3 separate regions of the Mus musculus genome follow, and regions 1 and 2 are each linked to region 3. The links are chromatin contacts, called in public HiChIP or PLAC-seq and promoter capture Hi-C maps. All regions are on one chromosome and are shown on one strand. The core of a region is the stretch at or near the end of the contact, and the rest is flanking DNA. Distances in the headings are between cores, read along the strand shown.

Region 1 (3,328 bases), core at 477-2,976, 170 kb after region 3:
GACAGGGTTTCTCTGTGTAGCCCTGGCTGTCCTGGAACTCATTCTGTAGATCAGGCTGGCCTCAAACTCAGAAATTCGCCTGCCTCTGCCTCCCAAGTGCTGGGATTAAAGGCATGCGCCACCATGCCTGGCTAATTAATGACACTAATAATGATATATACTCTGTTAGGCTTGCAGACAAGAATCTAGCATGGCTGTCTTCTAAGAGGCTCCACCCACCAGCTCACCAGACAGATGCAGACGCACACAACCAAACAATAGATGAAATGTGGGGACTCTTATGAAAGAATAGGAGGAAGGGCCTAAATTTTCTTATTTGTGTGATTTTTATTATTCACACGACTCTCCTTACAGACTGCCACATAGGTAGTAAGATCACAGATATGAAAGCAAAGCACAGAGCCCAACATACAGCAAGGACTATTTCCCAACATGTATGTGAGACTATCTCCAAAACAAACTAATGATTTGAATCTGGAGTATTTCCAAGGGGCTCATGTTTTTTGAGTACTTAGCTCCCAACTTGTGGTGTTATTTTAAAGGCTATGGAGCACTTAGAAAGTAAATCCTGGCAGCAAAAATAGGTCACTGGTAACCCTAGCCCAGTGTCATATACTGGCAATCTCAGCATTAGGGAGAAGAGTCAGGAGGATCAGAAGTTCAAGGCTCAGCTATATAAGAAGTTTACCAGCCTGGACAGTATAAGACCATGTCTCAACAAACAAAAACAAGAACGTAACTAAAGATTGGTCTTTAAAAGTTGTACTCAACCCAGGATCTTTCTATTCAGTAATTGTGTGATGAGCCACTGGCACAAGCTCCTCCCCCCGCCCCCCTGCTTCACATTATAAAGAACTCACATCCCTCTGAAACCACGAGCTAAAACACAACTTTCCTTGTTTAAGTTCTTCCTGTCAGGTAGCTAGACTTAGCAACAAAAAAGTAATCAACACAGAGACATGAACTTGACCTTGTCTTGTGGGCCTCAACAAGAACCCTCAATGTGAGGTGCCAGCTAGGACAAAGGAGGGTTATGATCTCTTATGAACCCTTGTTCTTATCTCCATAGGGAACTCTGGTCAGATTACTGTGCAATGTTTCTTTACATGTTTTAAGCCACCCATGGCCCCAGAAATGTGTTTTGAATCACTAGTCTTCAGGACCCATCAATGGTAGAAATATTTTTGCTACAAACAACTACTTGAGCATGTGCCAAGTCATAAATGTCCCCCAAGGTCCAGTAGTTCTAGGAAATAGATCTGATGAGAGTCAAGCAGTTTTCTCAACTATCACAACCCTTTGGAGACGTGAGTGACTATTACTCACAGAAAGGAAAAAATGTTGAAACGTTTTCCAGACGCTTTTTAAATTTCTCCCATAATATTTACTGTGTTTTTATTATGCACCAGGCAGCTGGTAAGCACTTTAAACCTCTGAGTATATTTATCATCTAAACCTAGGCCATCATGTGTGGCCATACATATACGATCTTTTCATAACCACACTTGTACTCTCCTTACAGGATTATGGTGGGGTATTCCCTCCTTGCTTGTTTCCCGTGCAGATGCATCTCACAGCATTCCCAGCATATGCCTTGCTAGTCACACAGCTGTCAGAGGCACCCATGGAAAGATCCAAGAGCTGAGTCCTGTGAAGAGCACAGCCCTCTCCACATGCAGTTTTACCACTACAGTCTGCCTGAATAACACCAAGGGTGATCTCATGGGAAGTAAAAGGAACTCTGCATGATTTAGCCCTTCCCTCCCCTGCTCAGCTGGCCTGCACAGCCCTATCTCATCCAGTTCCCTCCATGGCCTATTGTTACCCTTTAAGACAATTCCACTTAGTCTTCTGAATTTGACCTCCACTTTCTTCGTCTAACTCAATGGTTTTCAACCCTAACTACATACTGCCTATTAGAATCACCTATAAACTAAAAATGTATTTGGTAAAATATAATCAGTCCCCAACTAATAACTAAGAATTAGGTGAGGGAGTATGGAATTTATACATTGGTGTTTTTAAGAATTTCAAACAAGAAGGGGAGTTGTTAAAGATATCGATTCATGTGCATCATAAGGAGAGCTGGGAGACTGACTGCAAGTGCTGGAGCCAGGAGAAAATTCAACCCTCCTTCTAGTATGCTGCCCTACAAAGAAGGTGTCTCCACTCTCAACTCCACCTTGGAAATAAAGGTAAGGAACATGCCCCTCATGTCCTCCCCATGGTTCTGGTGAAAGAATGTAAAACTTAGCATACAGTAACACTGACTGCTTCGTTGATGTCAATTTTATGAATTTAAACACTGGACATGGACCATTCCAATAATTCTCCTGAGTTCTACTTCCTCATAACATACCCCATCCACTGTTTCTCTAGCAACAATTAGTCTGTTCTCCATCACTGTGACCTTCTCTTCTGGGCAGGATATAAATGGAATGGCACAGGACATACCATTTAAGACTAGATTTTGCCTCTCCCCATGTGCACTAACCCCCGGGATCATGTCTTTGAGATCAATCCTTGCTGAGGCATGTATCAAGGTCCTCTCCTTTATGCTAAGATGAAGCAGTGCGCCCTTTTGTGTATGTTTACTCAGCAGCTCTTCTGTTGACAGATGTTTGTCTTGCTTCTGACCTGCTCAGTAGTAACAGTACTGTAGACATTCATGTCTAGGTGAATCTAAATTTTCCATTCTCTTTGTTTAAAACTTTAGAGTAAGAGTCCTTGTTCATAAGGTAAGAAATGACCAAGCTATTTCCAAAAGTGGCTATACCATTTCCTAGCTGCTGTGTGTGATGGCCAATGCTCACACTTTGCCAAAGCTTGCTGTCATCAATGTTTTTCAGTTTGGCCATGCTCATAAAAGCATGGTTTTCATTTGACTTCTCTTTGCCACTACTTAACATTCTCTTGGGACTTTATGACATAAATAGTGTTGCAAAACAATGACAAAAAAACTGTAACTCAGCTGTCCCTATCAAATTTACTAATACTCCTGGCATATGTGTGCTGTTTTTGCCTGTTACTTTGGGTGTCCTGTCTACATTCCTACCAACTGTCCATCAACACTCTACCTACATGCTGAATTTTTAATTTCTCCCCTCTCTTCCACAACACAGAATCATTACTCTCTCTCTCCCTCTCTCTCTCTTTCTCTCTCTTTCTCTCTCTTTCTCTCTCTTTCTCTCTCTCTCTCTCTTTCTCTCTCTCTCTCTCTCTCTCTCTCTCTCCTCTCTCTCTCCATTGTAACTTACTCTACTACCAGATCATTATTATCAACAGCATACAATATTTTATAACTGGAAAAAATCTCTGTGGGCCATGG
Region 2 (3,449 bases), core at 326-2,825, 150 kb after region 3:
ACATGAAATAAGAAAGGGTCTTTCACTATATGAAGCCCAAGAAGAAGGAAAACCAAAGTGTGGATGCTTCAGTGCTTCTTAGAATGGAGAACAAAACACTCACAGGAGCAAGTATGGAGCACTGAAGGAAAAGGCCATCCCGAGACTGCCCCACCTGGGGATCCATCCCATATACAGTCATCAAACCTGGAAGCTATTGTGGATGCTGGAAAGGGTTTGCTGACAGGAGCCTGATATAGCTGTCTCCTGAGAGACACTGCCAAAGCCTAACAAATACAGAGGCAGATGCTTGCAGCCAACCATTGGACTGAGGCAGGGTCTCCGATGGAGGACTTGGAGAAGGTACTGAAGAAGCTGAAGGGGTTTGCAGCCCCATAGAGGGATCAACAGCATCAACAGGTCAAACCCCACCCACCCAGTCCCAGAGCTCCCAGGGACTGGGCCACCAACCAAAGAGTACACATGGAGGGACCCACGGCTCCAGCCACATATGTGGTAGAGGATGGCCTTGTTGTACATCAGTGGGAGGAGAGGCCCTTGGGCCTGAGGGTGTTCAATGCGTCAGTGTAGGGGGATGCCAGGGAGGGAAGACAGGAGTGGGTAGGGAAAGGAGCACTCTCATAGAGGCAGGGAGAAGGGGGATGGGATAGGAGGTTTCCGAAGGGGAGACTTGGAAAGTGGAAAACATTTGAAATGTAAATAAAGAAAATACAAGGGAAAAAAAAGAAAAGAAAAAAAAGAAAAAAAGAAAGGGTCTTTCAGAATTAGTCCAAGAATCATATATCTTCTAATACTGAAACCCTCAAGTTCCCAAACCTGTTTTAGAAAGCTCTTAAGATGTGGACACTTTGCTCCTTCTTAGAATTGGGAACAAAACACCCATGGAAGGAGTTACAGAGACAAAGATTGGAGCTGAGACGAAAGGATGGACCATCTAAAGACTGCCATCCCGGGGATCCATCCCATAATCAGCCCCCAAACGCTGACACCATTGCACACACTAGCAAGATGTTGCTGAAAGGACCCTGATATAGCTGTCTCTTGCGAGGTTATGCCGGGGCCTAGCAAACAACATAAGTGAAGGCTCACAGTCAGCTATTGGATGGATCACAGGGTCCCCAATGGAGGAGCTAGAGAAAGTACCCAAGGAGCTAAAGGGGTCTGCAACCCTATAGGTGGAACAACAATATGAACTAACCAGTACCCCCTGGAGCTCGTGTCTCTAGCTGCATATGTAGCAGAAAATGGCCTAGTCGGCCATCAGTGGAAAGAGAGGCCCATTGGTCTTGCAAACTTTATATGCCTCAGTACAGGGGAATGCCAGGGCCAAGAAGTGGGAGTGGGAGGGGGGAGGGGGGGAAGAGGGTTTGGGGGACTTATGGGGTAGCATTGGAAATCTAAATGAAGAAAATACCTAATTAATAAAAAAAAAAGTTCATCCCCCTCCCCCCAAAAAAGAAAGCCCTTAAGAGAGTATTGTTTTGGTTCTGAATCCAAAATGAGCAAGAGTGAGTCAGACCCTATATTCCCACACACTTGTTCACCTTGTCACCAAACACAAAACAGACACCAGACTCTTGAGTCCAGCCAAATACTGCGGCAGGAAGCTTCTCACATGTTTCCCAACAAGGATTCCATGCCAGTTTCTAAAAATACAAACCATTTTAGGCCAAGTAACCTTGGAGACCTCATAGTCTGAGAAACTTAGACTTCAATAGCTCTAATCCCTCTGAACTCCTGAAACTGTCCAGCTACGAAGGGATGGTTTTAATCATGAACATTCATTTGTTTACAGTTTGAAGACTTGATGAACCTGAATAATTAGGGTTAGTTTCAAAATGTGATTAAAATAGTAAACTAGAGATTAGTATACTTCATAATCAAGATGTGATGAATTAGAAATTTCCAACAATCCCAAATGGTTGCAAAAAACAATGGGAAATTAACCAGCACCTTGAGCAAGTATGGAAGTACAAGCAATATGCTGTGCTGAGTCGTTGTCTAAAATTGATACTGAGTAGTCCTAAGACTCCGATGAAATTGCCAGCGTTAGGCTATCATGTTGCCAGGATCTTAGGAATAAGCTAAAATGTCTGTACATTATATTGAGACAATGCAAACCTACTAAAGTGATTTTTTTTCTGTCTTGTCAGAGTTTAGAACTTTTACCCTCTGGTTCCCATTCAAGTGTTCTTCATTACATTAACATTATACATTAATGTATAATTTAATGTATACATTAACAGTATATATTAAACATTTGTCTGGTCTGTGGTATTCTATTGGTGACAAACCTCTATTTATGAAGAAGTTCTTTATTTGGTCCATGGTTTTTCAGTGGCCCCATAACTCAAAAGGAAGATCATCTGTTTGATTGGGTTGATAAATGCCTCAGTGATTAGCAAAGCACATTTCTGGGTGCCTTCCAGAGTTTCCACTGATAATTAGATAATTAGAGATCTAACATAATGAACAATACATAATAATGGATTCAAGTAGTCAATACACTCTTGAGAGCTGGTAGAACTACATACAAAATAAAAAATAAGTAAGTTACAAATGAAATAAAATGAACAAATCTGTTAGCAGTTGCTGAGACCAGCAAAATTGTTGGTGACTGTTATAGCTATTCTTGATTGTCAACCTCACTACAATCTAGAAATGAAGAGCACACCAGTGAGAGATTTTTTTCCTTGGTTTGAAGTGGGTAGATCCATTTCTAGTCTGGACTTAGGAGGCAGGAAGATACCTGCCTTTAATCTGGATCTTGAGGAAGGAGGACACACCTTTAATCTGTGCAACACATTCTACTGAAAGCCTACATAAGGACATGAAAGCCTATGTCTAAGGACATAGAAGGAGTAAGCTTTCTGCTCTTTGCCTGCTTGCTCTCACCTTGCTAGCAAGTCAATTTCTTCACTAGCGTTAGAAAACTCAGGAGCTGGGAGGTAGTGCCTGGGAAAGCCCATGATTGTGGTCACCCTTCCGTAATTTGCAGTAAGTACAGGGGACACAATGCTCCCTGAGAAAGCAGCTGTTTTCCTCCCTACTATAGTCTGACTAGCACAAGGAAAGATTATGTAAGAGGAAATGTGCTTTATCTATAACTGAGTTTATTAGTTTAGCAGATCTGTTGTTTAATAGACAACCATCCCGAAGACTCTATTTATCATACTGCCCCACGATCAGTGATCTGTTGAAACACTACTGAAGACCCTAAAAGACATCATACAGAAATACTTTGCAGCCCACAGTTTTGGAGGATTTGGTATAAGCATAAGAATCAAAGACCAGTGTTCACTGCCTGAGTCTATGAACCGACTTCCTTGAAGCTACACAGAGTGTGACCCTGGAGGCATCATGGACAGTAACATGACTCCCAGGCAAGTTATATTTTATGTAGGGGATGCCAAAAGTCAAAACTGGAAGATGGAATTTTGCCATTGAGG
Region 3 (3,164 bases), core at 87-2,586:
TTAACCACTGAGCCATCTCGCCAGCCCCAGTATTTTTTTTTTTAAAGACTAATGAAAGTTACATAACTTTCCCCCAGAAGAATGCACCATCTAACACTGTGCATGGAGTTCTCTGGATTCTCAGAAGACCTTGTCTGCTGGGTCTGAAGAAATAATCTTTTTTTGTCTAACTCATTCTGTCATCAAATATCCTCCCAATTCGTCCTATCTGCTAGCTTTTGTCATTTTAACTAAGAAATGGCTCGGGTGGCCCTGTGGAATCCGTTTGCTTGTCTCTCCAGGGAGACCATGTGCTAATGCTTTCCAGTTTGCTTGTCTGAAGCTTGAGCTCATGCAGTCCACCCAAGGCATGAGTCTCGCCCGTGTCGCTGAGTGACATTACCACCCCAGCCTGGCACCTCTTGTGCAACGAGCTTCTTTCCATAGGGCAGTTTGGTTAACGTAAAAGTCAGCATCTGGATCAGGAACCGACTGTGGTTCTTAGTTGGAGGGTGGTAAGCAGGCTCTTTATCTGCTGAGAGCTGTTTCTTCGCCTGGGAGAACAGGGCAACATGTTACCTGTTGGTTGACCTGAATGTGACCTGCAGACATTGATATGCTGGAGGAATTTGCTTATTTAAGAACCCAAGAAGGAGGGAAGATTCATCTGGAATTACTCCCAAATCAAGGAATGCTGATCAAGTAAGCAGATGATCTTTTGTTCTTCGAAGCTCGCCTTTCATGTGCTGCATGACCTATTTGTAAATTTCTGTACCTTTCAGAAATTTAATGGAAAGGATTCCAAACTGGTCTCAGTTTTCAAGGGTCTACTTGTTCTGGGTGTCTTAAAGATATGCATTTCTTAGTGCATTTCTGCGGGAAAAGTGTTGCTTAAATTGGGATATTTTTGTTACTTTGGAAATTTTTTACTAGATAGAAATTTCTATATGTCTTTTCCTTTCCAAAATTTAGTACTCATTTCTGATTTAATTGAAAGCAGCTGTGCTTGACATTGTACTGGATTGGGAGGATCTACAGGTTCTATTTAGAAACTGTCTTAAGCTTCTCTGAGCTTCCTCATTGCTTGTGCAGTCAAAGCAAATTAGCTGGTTCTAGTGCCTCTAAAACACACCTGCTCCCCAAAAATGGCCCTGGACGTGCATCCCCAGTGTGGCCCCTGAACCCTTAAGCTACTACAGAAACCCAGGTTATCTTAGATGAAAAGATCAAGTTAGTGACCACTCATGATGTTTAACTAGCTCATAAATCCTGCTTCTCTCCTCGGTCCGCACTGCAGTTTGGCTAATAGATCCTCCCCACTGTAAGCGCCACATGCTTACTTCCTTCTTTACTTCCTGCATACTCTGTGTTTGTAAGTCAGTGTCAGAGTTACAACAAGAGACGGCCCAGAACAGGAAGAGTGCATTGCTGAGACTGGAAACCTGCTTTGTCCCTCCGTTTTGGCAGAAGCAAGTTTTTAATTATTGAAAGCAAAAGTCCTTCCTTTGCTCTGTCTTTGTAGAGTCTTAGGGGTGTTGGAGGATAGAGGTAAGAAAGAAATGCTTATGTTGGGTTTCTGTAACTAAGGAATTTGTCCCATAGTGAGCAATCCCTTCCTTATTGCATCTTAGCAAGAGTAGGGCCCAGTAGAATCTGTCCTAAAGAGCAGAAAGAAGAATGGGAGCTCCCCTCCCCATCCTGTAAATGATATTGCATGCCTTAAACAGTTCCTATAAGGAACGAAGGAAATGCTTAGGAGTATATGAGGACCTTTGTAGATGAGATTGTGTAGTCAGGTTGTCCTAGACACTGTCCTCTCCCCTTGTCCATTTACTACTTTGATTATGAACCAAAGTGATGGGGGACATAACTGCATGGTTCCAAGTGTTGTTGACCACATTTAAGAACAGGTTGCTTCTATATATGGAAGCCCAGGTAACCCCTATTCTGTGGGGACTTCTAGGTTCTGAAATTGACTATGCTGGCATATCTTTAGCAAGGTTTTTTAGTTCAACAATAAGCCACGATTCAAAATGCCATACTGTGAATGGTCCTAGAGCCCAACTGTCCCTACCACGAGTCGATCTGCAGAGGATTGCCTCGTGACTAAGAGAATGTCTGAGGTAGAGTGAGGGAATGACTCTACAGACCTCAACTCCAGCCTCACTGTACTGGGCCTTTGCACTGTCCCCATATTCTCTTGGTTTGAACAGTGTCAACCTGCAAATAGTCCCTAAGACTTGGAATTTAAAATGAGGACATATCAACTGCCCAGATAATGTCACTGGAAAAGTTATTTGTACAAGGAGGCCTCTGTCTTGCTTTCCAAGGCTCTCCCACTTTGATCAACCAAAATTTCCTTGAACTTTCTATAGGAGATAAGCCTCCTAAAAACCCATGGTTGACTTGGCTTGGACAAAGGACTAGGGATTATTAACTAGCGATCTGACCTTGTAGGAATGTTCTCTGTGAGGTCTCAATATGAATTTGAAATCTGTATTTTAGATAATCTCTACCTAAGTGACACCAAGAGAATCAAACTGCATAAGACAGAGCTTTGACTGAATGAGGTGTGATTAGACTCTTGAATAAAACTATCTATATTCCTTTTCCCTTTGGGTTCCAAACAAATTCTCTGAAGCCATTGCAGACCTTTTGGGTGGTCCCTCCAGATGAGTGGCAGAGATGTTGTGAGCAGTGTACCTCTCCTCCCCTTGGGGTAAGGTTGTGAGTCCGTCCTAGTTGTAGCATCTCGGATGCAAGCAGGTACAGTACAAACACCAGGCACTTGGTGCCAGGCCACAAGGAGGCATCAGTTCTTCATTTGTTGTATAGATATGTTGTTCTAATTTGTGTTAAATCAGAGAAATGTTTCTATGCTGATATTCACAGTACCATAGTTGCATTAGACTGGATCAAAATGGAAAAAAAAAAAAGATATTCTCTGGGGTGACTACCAGCTAATGTGCTAAATTTTTATTACAGAATTCTGCAAAACCATGGGTCCCAGCCTTGCCCCCCCCCCCCCGAAATCTGAAGCTCACCCTTTCTTTACTGAAAGCATTGCCAGCCCTTCTGAGCCCTTTTTAGGAGGGCCTTTCAGTTCAGGGCCTCAGTCCTGCCAGAGGTGGCTAGCTGGCATCTCCAGGTATAATTCTGGGATGCGTGGGCATGAGAAGAGTGAA

What was found. HiChIP or PLAC-seq counts read pairs in DNA pulled down with a chosen protein or histone mark. Capture Hi-C pulls out chosen DNA fragments and counts their contacts.
Region 1: an H3K4me3 HiChIP or PLAC-seq map of bone marrow-derived macrophages shows a contact between it and region 3, with 2.8 times the contacts expected there. The contact joins two enhancer-like sites. A contact is called at or near these places in 1 of 15 datasets of contacts at CTCF or cohesin (the NIH/3T3 cell line), 1 of 484 Hi-C or Micro-C datasets (cortical neurons), 5 of 115 datasets of contacts at active chromatin or transcription factors (bone marrow-derived macrophages, cardiomyocytes, embryonic stem cells and 1 more) and 3 of 9 other capture datasets (adipose tissue, liver and pancreatic islet).
Region 2: a contact with region 3 is called in a promoter capture Hi-C map of adipose tissue. The contact joins two enhancer-like sites. A contact is called at or near these places in 1 of 484 Hi-C or Micro-C datasets (nephron progenitors), 4 of 115 datasets of contacts at active chromatin or transcription factors (cardiomyocytes, embryonic stem cells and kidney) and 2 of 9 other capture datasets (adipose tissue and pancreatic islet).

What each region holds. Positions count from the first base shown.
Region 1 is chr8:68,994,680-68,998,007 of GRCm38.p6, forward strand. The region is part of intron 2 of Gm33103 (a long non-coding RNA gene); the gene reads right to left. It overlaps Gm33052 (a long non-coding RNA gene), which reads left to right. Exons shown (of 4, transcript XR_001778572.1): 3 at 1,523-2,195. Among named protein-coding and RNA genes, the nearest start is that of Gm33052, 3.0 kb to the left of the region's middle. Within about 2 kb of position 1,727, at least 12 of the 459 cell types and tissues checked have an H3K27ac peak or open chromatin away from gene starts, as enhancers often do. A contact at or near this core is called in bone marrow-derived macrophages, where this site is marked.
Region 2 is chr8:68,974,361-68,977,809 of GRCm38.p6, forward strand. All of the region lies in intron 2 of Gm33103 (a long non-coding RNA gene), which reads right to left. Among named protein-coding and RNA genes, the nearest start is that of Gm33052, 17 kb to the right of the region's middle. Within about 2 kb of position 1,576, at least 15 of the 459 cell types and tissues checked have an H3K27ac peak or open chromatin away from gene starts, as enhancers often do. A contact at or near this core is called in adipose tissue, where this site is marked.
Region 3 is chr8:68,821,570-68,824,733 of GRCm38.p6, forward strand. Ints10 (integrator complex subunit 10) reads left to right here. Exons shown (of 17, transcript NM_027590.4): 16 at 588-681. Among named protein-coding and RNA genes, the nearest start is that of Ints10, 29 kb to the left of the region's middle. Within about 2 kb of position 1,337, at least 64 of the 459 cell types and tissues checked have an H3K27ac peak or open chromatin away from gene starts, as enhancers often do. A contact at or near this core is called in adipose tissue and bone marrow-derived macrophages, where this site is marked.